Regions from separate parts of the Rattus norvegicus genome. Here region 1 is linked to region 2. A link is a contact called in public Hi-C data. All regions are on one chromosome and are shown on one strand. Each heading gives the region's core, a stretch centred on a gene start, on an enhancer-like site or on the middle of the called end of the contact. The rest is flanking DNA. Distances are from core to core; before and after follow the strand shown. Region 1 holds the start of Ppm1a (protein phosphatase, Mg2+/Mn2+ dependent, 1A). Region 2 holds the start of Dhrs7 (dehydrogenase/reductase 7).

The links. Hi-C and Micro-C count contacts between places; a contact is called where the count stands out from the background.
Region 1: a contact with region 2 is called in a Hi-C map of liver, with 3 times the contacts expected there. The contact joins the promoter of Ppm1a here to the promoter of Dhrs7 in region 2. A contact is called at or near these places in 1 of 12 Hi-C or Micro-C datasets (liver) and 1 of 1 datasets of contacts at active chromatin or transcription factors (oligodendrocytes).

Annotation. Positions count from the first base shown.
Region 1 is chr6:97,176,380-97,181,652 of GRCr8, forward strand. It overlaps Ppm1a (protein phosphatase, Mg2+/Mn2+ dependent, 1A), which reads left to right and starts at 2,764. Exons shown (of 6, transcript NM_017038.2): 1 at 2,764-2,830. LOC120103550 (a long non-coding RNA gene) reads right to left here and starts at 2,673. Exons shown (of 4, transcript XR_010052268.1): 1 at 1,747-2,673; 2 at 993-1,083; 3 at 1-144.
Region 2 is chr6:97,081,839-97,087,038 of GRCr8, forward strand. It overlaps Dhrs7 (dehydrogenase/reductase 7), which reads right to left and starts at 1,906. Exons shown (of 7, transcript NM_001271394.1): 1 at 1,722-1,906. The coding sequence starts at 1,854.

The sequences.
Region 1 (5,273 bases), core at 1,514-4,013, 95 kb after region 2:
ACAATATGAATGTCTAATTCCAATCTTTTAAATGTTAAACTTATGGCCCACAAGTTTCCTACATACTACAACATCCCCACAGATGGTGTCCAGAGACTTGGTAGACACAGTTGACCAGTTGTCTGTTATGCACCAGGAAGACGCCTGAAAAAAAAAATCTCATTATATTTTATATACTGTATATTATCTGCCTCTTCTGTTACCCAGGTTTTCTTACAAAGCTAGAACAGAGAGACTGCAGAAATGTAAACCCAGAGAAAACCCTCCCAATTTCCTATAGTGTACATTGCCACAGATGACTCAGCTCCTCTCTCTCAACAAGACAATGTGTTGCTTAAGAGCACTGTAGACAGGTGTGGTGGTGCACCGCAGGAGTAGGGATGTGAAAGCAGGAGGACCAGTTAATGTCCCTCTCAGTTTCATAAGAGTTTAAGGACAGCCTGGGAAGTCTAAGACTCCATTCTGACACACACACACACACACACACACACACACACACACACACACACACAGCACTAAATAGTGACTGTCACATTACTTTTCTACCTTGGAACATTGACAAATCCACTCGAATGTCCATCATGCAGTAACTTGTTCAAGTACTAAAAGTACTATGAATTGAGTCAGGTATGGTGGCACACACTTGTTCCATCAACAACCCAGACGCAGATTGGGAGGATCCCTGTATATTTGAGGCCAACAAGAGCTACACAGAGACCTTGTCTCAGAAAACAAAATGAAACAAAACAAGCACATGCACATAACACAAACCCTAACCAGGGCTGAGGACAGAATTCAGTGGTTGAGGACTTAACCTGACTTTAATCCCCACATCAATAATAAAACTTAAATAAACCGTCCTGTATACATAATATATAACCCAATAAAGTGGCATTTCATTAAAAGATTCTGCATCTAATTTCATTTTTTTCTCCACTTGTGTAGAAAAGAACTAAGAACTGTATAGTGAATTTTATTTTTACTTTATATACCTGGAGATGTTACATATTCATCTTATTCCCAAGATACTGAGTGATTTGGAGGGTCAGTGGGTCTGCTGGCAACTGGTAGTCATAGGTGGTCCTGCCGTTAGATGTCAGGTGTGAAAGTGAAGAAAGAGAATCATTTTCCACAAGTCATGGTGAAAATATCGGACATGGTTTCCACAATATCCAAAGTAGAGAAATAGTTTATGGAATGATAGTCTGCGAAAAGCAGGTTGCATTTGATCTTTGAGTCAAGACAATGGAGTTGTTTTTAACAGACACAAAGTAGCAGGGTGCAAATCTCAGTAAGCTCCAGAGGGGGCAGGCCACAGTGCAATTCATCTTACTGGCTTGAACTCTATGTGGCTAATAGTTTTTACATATATATATAATATATATATATTCATATATTATATATAACATATATATTATATGTATATATATATATATATATATATCTATTTAAAGCATTAGCCTGTTTCAACGGAATATATGCTTTTTCTTTGTATTATACCAGAATCTCTCTTAAACTTCTATTCCTGCGATTTTGGTGTAAGGGTTAAGCAGTGACTGAAAAGCTGGAAAGGCACCCCAGCCAATGGGAACTCATACTGGTGATGTACTGCTTTCCAGCTCTGATTCATTGGCTGCCTAGGGTTTGTCATTCTATCCCGGCGTCTGCAAGCAGCGTGGGTCGGATTTTCTGTGGTCTAGCTAGCTAAACTGGATTCTGGTCGCCTGCACGTGCAGCTTCAATTACCTTTAGCTCATCTCTAGCTCTTCATGAAAGCAGCTGTCATGTTTCTGGTTACCCTCTAGATTTAAAAAAAAAATAATAATCCTCGGTTCCATTAACCCCTTTGGAGGTCTTTGGAAGTGTCCGTTGAGACCGGATCACGTGACCCTGTAACGTGCACATAAATACAATTCGGAATCCCTAGAGCGACTCAGGGACAACCCGCCAGAAGCTCGAGGCACGTGTCCCAAGGCGTGAACTGGTTGCACACGCACGATTGCGGTATGGCCGTGGCAGCCGTGTGGGCCCCCTGAGGTCGAAGGGCAGGCTGACTCCCCTACGCCGGGCCCTAACCGAGACTGCACCTGATGACTGGCGTCTGTAGGCAGGTGTAAGAGTCAGGTGTGGACGAAGACCGCCGGGTTTGGAGGGGGCCCTCCGCGCTCTAGCACGAAGGCCGCGCGCCTGGCTCCCACCCAGGACTTCGAGGCTCCCAAGGGATCAGCCCGCGGCGCCGGCGGCCCCACAGCAGCCGGCTAAGGAGCAGCGCAGGGCAGTGACGTCACCACAGCCCCTCCCCCGCCCTAGCCGCAGTTCCGGCCCTCCCACATCCGGGTCTCTCCAGCCCATGGGCCGCGCCGCAGCTGCAGGGCCGGGGGTGGGGGGAGCGGCGGCGCGGGGCGGGACCGGGCAGGGAGAGGGGCAGCGCGGTCGAGAGCGCGCGTGCGCGGGGCCGCGCTAGAGGCGGCGGCGGCGCTAGGGGCGGGAGCGCGCGCAGGAGCTAGAACGCCGTGGTCTCCGCGCCGGCCGGGTCCGCAGCTTGGGATCGGGTGGCTGGGGCGGGGGGAGGGGGGCCCAGGCAGGTGGGGCGGAAAGCGATGAATCCTCGGCGCCTCCTCCGCCTCCCGCGGGCCCCGCTCTCTGCCTCCCGCTCCGACGCCCGGATGATCTGAGCCGCGAGGGCTCCGAGAGCCGGGGGCCCGGACCCAGCCCGGCTCCTCCCCTCCTCCGCCCGGGCCCGGCCGCCGTCGCGGGACCCCGTGCCCGGCCGCCGTCGCCACCGCCGCCCCGGCCGACCGAGGGACCCGCCCGCCCGCGGCTGCTCCGGGTAAGCGCGGCGCGAGGGCCAGGGCGAGGGCGGGCGGGCCTGTGCGGCGGCAGCCAGGCCTGGGGCCTGTAAACAAGCCGGGCGTCTGCCCGGGCGATCCCGGGAGGAGACGCGACAACTCCACCCCCTGGGCGGCCTCCTCCTGGAGTCCGCGCCGGGCGGCGAGGGGTTAACGCGCGGCGGGGGCGGGGGCGGGGTGTGTGAGGCGGCAGGGAAGGGGCGCGACCCTCGGCCGGGCGGGGCGGACACTAGCGGCCGCCGAACTTTCGGGTTCGGGGAGCCTGCTGCGGGGTCTCCCCTAGAACAGACCAGCCGGTGAGTCCTCTGGATTTGGAGACTCACCCGCTGGGCTGAAAGTGAGACCCCCCAACTCCGTAGTAATGCCTCCAATTCATTCATTATTCCGGCTTGGAGCAAACTCATTGAAGTAAACTACAGGTTTTGCATCATTTTGGCCTTGTATATTGGAGGAAAGTTCTTTATGTTAGAGTTTAGTTGAGGCTTAGCTCCCTTCTGCTTGTAGGTTGTAAATACACTCGGATCCTCTTGAAAGACAGCTGGCTGTAGAGAGAGCCTTCTGCCAACTGGAGTTTTAGATGTTTTGCACATTTCACCATCCGAAGTATATTTTTCTCTTCTCTCAAGCACCACATGATATTTAGAAATCCACAGAAGTCAGAGTCTAAGCAATCTATGTTGCCGCTCCCACCCCAAGTTTCCTGCTAGTTGGAATAATGTGCCTGATGTATTTTTAAACGTGGTTAGTGTATACGAGATTGTCATTGTTTGAGAATAAATGATTTTGACGTTATGAAAATTAGTTTTCAACAGTTCTGAGAAGAAGAAAAAGCAATCTTTTCAAACCCGGGCTTTCAGATTCCAAACATTACCACTTTCTGGAAGGAGGAAAAGCCCTCTGAAGAGTCAGAATTTAAATGGTTGTCTTCTGGGCCTTAGGATTTTAGAGTTTCTGAGGGATCACTCTGTAGTCAGTAGCGCTTGGTCCTCCTCACCTCTGTTTAACCAGACCGAATACTTCATTTTCACACTTCTACCTTTTTGTATTTTGGACATTTTCCAAAGATTATTTCTGTAGTTATAGATGAGGAAACTTAGGACTAGAAAGACAGGAGCACACACCCACACACTTTTACATCTTAGATACTGCCTTTTTATTGCCTTAATGTCTCCTTTTACCGCTTAATAATTTGAAGCACGAAAAGCACATCGGCTTCCCAGTGCTACAGTGTTTTTTATATTTAAAAACTACCTTGCGTTTTTTTTTATGTTTGTCTGTTTTGCATTGCTGGGTATAGATTTTTAGCTCAGGGCCTCTTGAATGGTGAGTTACACTCCCAACCCCAGTTCTCATTTGTCTATCTTGTAAATATCTGATTAAACAGTCAGCTATGTTGGGATGATTGCTTTTAACCTGGAAGTTTACAGCAGTAACAGATTGAAATTATAGTGAACTACATGTGCAAGTTTCTTCAAACATTTGTATTTAATACTAAACACTTATTTTTACCTCGGAAGTAATTATGATGGTGGTATAAAATATTAAGATGGATATCTATCGTTCCACATTAGTTGCCTTAATATATGTTTGAAAAATAGCATAATTGGCCAAGCATCAAGTTGCCCCTTGGAGGGTTTGTATCTCTACTTCACATGGATTGAATAACTATATTTCAGTATGAAGCACTGCCATGATGAACCATAATTACAGTATAAGCTGCTGTAAGGAACCCTGCTCTGCCAGAAAAGTGCTGAAAATATCTGTGTCCACAGACATGTCCTGTAACCTTTGAGTCTCAGCTTCGGAATCAGTAATGCCAGGGGTTGGATTACATCATCCCATGTATAGTTATTACTGTTTGTGGGGTTTTTTGCTATTCTGTGACTGTTAACACATACCTTTCACAAATACTTGATAGGTGCCAGCCACTTAGATGTGTTACCATTCTGAAATTTACTTTTCTTTGTGGGCTCTGTTGTATTGAAGTTTGTGGCTGTGGTTTAGGGAAGCTTCCTGTAGTGGCCTTCGCTTATCTTTCTCTTGCCGTTGGGAGCCTAGAAGAACCTGTGGGGCAGACAGGAGGATGGATGTCTGCAGAGACAGCATGTTTGAAAGAAGCTGGGATCCTCAGTGGTTAGATAGGCATTATAAGAATACAGGGAAAAAAAGAAAGAAAAAGAGTATTCCGTGTGTGTGTGTGTGTGTGTGTGTGTGTGTGTGTGTGTGTGTGTGTGTGTTCGATCAAGCCGAGAGTGTTGTTGATTTTGTCTTACTAAACTTTTGTTTGGAAATTCACCTAATACCTAGTTGTCATCCTCCCCACCCCCCTACCAAAACGTGTAGCAACCTCTTTTGCTAAGTGGTTACTAAATGCAAGCATCTTTCGAATTTTTTTCAGACCACATGTTGACTGTTTACCCTATG
Region 2 (5,200 bases), core at 656-3,155:
AAGTGGGAAATTTAATTTAGCATCCATTTTTGTTCATTAAGTGTTTCCATAGAATCTGGCAATCATGAAGAAAAAAGAAAACAGACTCTGAGAGTTGACAAGAAACCTAGAGTTTAATGTCCAACCCAGCTTGAAAAATCTCTCCCAAGGCCCTTAACCACTCTGTCTCATCCCTCACAAGATGTGGAAGCTGCTTCTCCCTAACGTGAGGGAGCTTCCATACCCAAAGTCCTGTCTTCTCTAAGACTAAACACACCCAATTGCTGCTATTAGACCTCTCAAAACACCCCTCACCCCTCTTACACACCTCTGCCTAGCTCAGATTGGTGTTTGATATGTATTTGGATGCTGTTAATATTTTTACATTTCAAACATAATTAACATGTTAATAATTTTTATATGATCATATAATTTATAAACGGATTAAATCTTCCATTTTAATAAAAGCACTGAGGCCAAACACAAACAACACCCACAGGCAGCCGATAGCTGTGAACTGACACAAATCTGTTTAAACAATGCTCGGTGAAGAGTTACAGTTAACAGATGTATGGGGTATTCAGGGATTCTTGCCCTCAATAATGAGAGACAGTCTCCAGGTCACAGCCATACATTTTCAGTTTTGCAGCACGGAATTCACAAGCACACTGTGCGGTTGCCTTTGTCAGTGCTGCAACTGTTAGAGCCAAGGAAACGCAGCTTCAGAACTAAGACAGCAAGGATATCCAGAGTTTGGGAGGGACATAAAATACTATCACCTGTTTTTCTCAGTCTGCAGGACCCAGGTTTCACCTACTCCTGCCCCGTTGACTTTGAATACAGTACCTTCTGAGTCACCAGCGACTTCAAAGCACATTTTCTCAGGTGCTCTCTGTGTGTATTTTTCACCGTGAATAATGGGATCCCACTTACTTCTTTAAGGATCAAAAAAAGCCTACCTAGGGCAGGTATTCGTATTGACAAAACAATACGAATAATGCCCGTGTTATAAGAATTGTTCCCTCCAAAGGTCCGAGGCTGAGCACACTGCCTACGTGACATGACATGACACACAGCAGTATCTGTGGACTGATATGTCAAAGCCTGTGAATCACGCATTAAGTGAACATCAAACACCGAGCAAGCCGTAGGCCAAAGCGAAGCAGGTGCAATGCTCCTTGTGTACCCAGCATGATCTCCCTCCGAGCAAAATGCCACCTCAGTGCTTTCTATTGTGAAATTTTTAGCCTAATGAGTAGGTAAGGGGGTGGTGAGTCAGACCAAATTTTCTTTCAGTGCTTTGGGAGAGTAAAAAGCACAGGATATAAAATCTTCGGGATGAACAGACAACTGGGCCTCTTACAAAGCAAGGGGTACACTCTGCTCTCTATGGTGCCGTCCCTGATAGTGTCCCGGGATCCGTGGGATCCTACTGAAGAAGTCTGTGTCCTGCAGGCATCAAAGGATTGCAGTTCTCTCTTGGAGTTTACATTTTCTATCCTAGTCTGGGCAAATCAGTCCCATTTTCGAATTAAGACAAGGGACAGAGTGAGTACGCCTGTTTACCTACTGCTTCTTCCTCCCCGACACACAACCCTTGGGCAAGCCTCAGCTTGGCAACAGAGACTCCATCCTACCCAGAGGGACCTCTGCCCTGCTCCCTGTCAGCGGAGCTCAGGATGCTCCTCTGCCACTCGCTGCAGGGGCTCTCCCTTAGAGCGCAGGCAGTTGAGGATGCTCACCTGGGCGTCGCCCTTGCCACTCGGCCCACAACAAGGTTAGGTCGGCATCTGCCCGCAGGAAGCGTAGGAACTGCACCAGGGGCAGGATCACTGCGCACAGCGCCAGCAGCCAGAGCAGCAGCTCCCAGCTCATGGCTGTCACTTGCCTGCCCCTCTCTGTGGGCGAGCGGAAGACGGTCGGCGCCCTACATCTACGCCGCGGGTCACAACCCCGGGGCTCCACCCAGAGAGTCCCCGAAGGCGGGGCTTCATCTGGGTCCCGGGCTGCACCGCGGCTTTGGGGAAACACCGCCGAGCTCCAGAACTGGAACTCTACGCGTCCCTGCGGTGTGTTGCAATGGAAGGCATGGGAAACAAAATTACTTGGGGCACTGCTGTTGGGAGAGCAGTCAACAAGACTTGTGAGGGCATGAACAAGTCTTTTATAGCCCTTTTTAGGACGACGTGCTTTTCAGGGCTTTGGTGGTGCCTTGGAGAGAAACAAAACAATCTATCTTTGAACAATGCTGCCCGCTCCTAGCCCCGGGTCCCATCCCCCACTCCACGCTGGGACTTGTGCCCAGGTCCTTCTACCCGCTGGGCAAGTTCCCAACAGCTGAGCCAAACCCTCACTCCTTCACCCCTTTTCCTAATCTGTTTTTCTTTCTCTTTAAGCGTGTGGACCAAGATGAGCGTACCGAAGTAACCCAGCAGTTAAACTGGGTTGCCCGCGTGGATGGTCCACTTATGTTTAGAAAAATATTACAAATGATACTCATTTGGCCAAAAGCTGAATATCATGGCTCAGCCAAATCAGAATATAAGATTAACTGGGCTGGAACGCAATTGTTGTTAAGTTCCGGGAGTTAAAAACACCCAGGTTGGTGTCCCTTGACACCCCATGTAAATGATATCTCGATCATTTGATATCATTTGAATGAGAAAAGGCCACTGTGCACAGCGATTGCCTTTATTCTTTCTTCCGGTATTTGTTGGTGCTGTGTTTACAAGTTGTCACTATTTTTTCATTGCAGTGAGGAGGTTTACAAAGGCCTATAGTTTGCACCTGCAGAGTGCTCTATGCAGTAAATGTTTGAACTAGTGTTAATCAGACGTTGCTGTGGTGTAGATCAAGGTGCATGTACGTCAGTTAGCTAAACTTTAATCGCTCTAGCTGGTGTGTCACCTGGGCCATGTGAACTTCATTTTCTTCGCAGCACATTATTGATAATAAGATGTCTTAAAACACCACACAGAGTCTCATGCTGAGCCTTATCCAGATGTTTTCCCTTCTGTAAAAGGCAAGGACTATGGTGGATCTAGTGTTGCATTGGGGTCACAACCCCCAGCTGTGGAGATGACTGGGACAGTAGGCTTGGGGGACTGGCAGGAAAGTATGATCTCTCCCTGTCCACCCCTAGGGATTAGACTGTGTGGGTGTTGGAGATCAAAGCACCAAGGCTGAGGTTCAGACTGCTTTTGCTGGAGCTGGAGAGTTGGCTCTGCTGTTAAGAAACACTTGTTGCCCACGCAGAGAACCTGGGTTCAATTTCCAGCACCCACATGGCAACTCACATCTGTCTGTAACTCTTGTCCCAGGGGATTCAGTTCCCTTTTCTGACCTCAGAGGGCATCAGACATTCACCCGGTGCACAAACATACTTGCGGACAAAACATTCATGTACACAAAAAATAATAAAATGTTACTAAAATCTATTTAGCTTTTGTGTGGATGTGCACATGTATGTATGTGTACATGTGTGGGGTTCACAGGACAATTTTTGGAAGTCAGACTCTATTTACACTTTGTGGGTCTTAGGGATCAAACTCCTACTACCAGGTGCCTCTATCTGCTGAGCTGTCTCCTCGGCCCCCAAGTGGATCTTTTAATATGATAATTTGATCTGGTATGAATGTTTCCTTCAAACCAACATGTGTAGTTATTGTGTTCAACTAAGTGTTCCTTTTGTTAACATAAGAAATTCTTGGGCTGGAGAGATGGCTCAGCAGTTAAGAGCACCCGACTGCTCTTCCAGAGGTCATGAGTTCAATTCCCAGCAACCACATGGTGGCTCACAACCATCTGTAAAGAGATCCGATGCCCTCTTCTGGTGTATCTGAAGACAGCTACAGTGTACTTATATATAATAAATAAATAAATAAATAAATCGAAAAAAAAAAAAAAAGAAATTCTTAGTTTGAGGCATGTGATCTCTCTGAGTTTGAAGCCAGTGTGGTCTACATAGCGAGCCCCAGCACAAGCAGTGCTACACAGTGAGAGCCTACAATGAAACAAGACAAAAACTCCAGGTTTTTAATTAATTAATTGGTTATATGTTCTGACTCAGCTGGACTATGATATCTAAATTTTGTTCAAATATCAGTCTAGATATTACTGTGAGGGTATTTTAAAGATGTATTTAGCATTTGAATCAACAGACTTTCAGTAAATCACACACATCCTACCCTTCATAATGTGGGAAATTCAGTTAGTTGAAACTTTATGAGAAAACAGCTGAAAGCTAGGAAGTGAAGATCTTGCTTCCAGACGACCCTTGGATTCCACTTACCTCTCCTCTCCCCCGAAATTCCAGCTGCCTGTGTGTCAGAGACTTCAGACTGCTGCACTTCAAAGCCATGTGAACCAATTCTTCACCACCACCGATAAATATGTATGTGTTTTTGTTTCTCTGGAAGACTTTGGCTAATTAAAAAGCTGCAATAAAACCACACATAGAGCTGGAGAGATGGCTCAGTGGTTAAGAGCACTGACTGCTCTTCCAGGGGTCCTGAGTTCTATTCCCAGCAACCACATGGCAGCTCACAACTGTCTGTAACTCCAAGATTTGACACCCTTACACTAAGACATACATGCAAGCAAAACACCAATGCACATGAAATAAAAAAAAATCCACATGATTATTTTTGCATTAGAGAAAGAAAACAAACAAATGTCAACTTCAGAAATTATTTTTCACTTGAATAATAGCATAATTCAGTAATTCAATTGGAATACAGTTATACCCCCACCTCTCTGTCTCTGTGTACTCCTCCACTTCTCGTGTGTGTGTGTGTGTGTGTGTGTGTGTGTGTGTGTGTGTGCTGAAATTCAAACCCAGGGCCAAATAATTCTAGCCAAGTCATCTACCATTGAGCCCAGTTATGTTTTAGTGAATCCATTTCAGTCATCATTAGATAACATATTTATTGCTCATGTTTTTGTGACACAAAACTATCCTCATTTATTCCGTTCACCAGTGAGAAAGAGCAGACAACAAGAGACTTTGGACTGTGAGGTCTGTGGTAAAGACATTGAACAAAGTCTTTTGACAGCCAGCACCAGCATGTCATCCCAGAACTGGAAAAGAAACGTCGAAGACAAACGAAGGACAGGCGAGCAGATGTAGGGACTCTCCTGAAACCTGAGGGCAGACAACAAAGCAAGAATAGGCTGGCTTTCAGGAAGCAGTGGCCCTTAGTTGTGCCATTGTAGCTTTGAA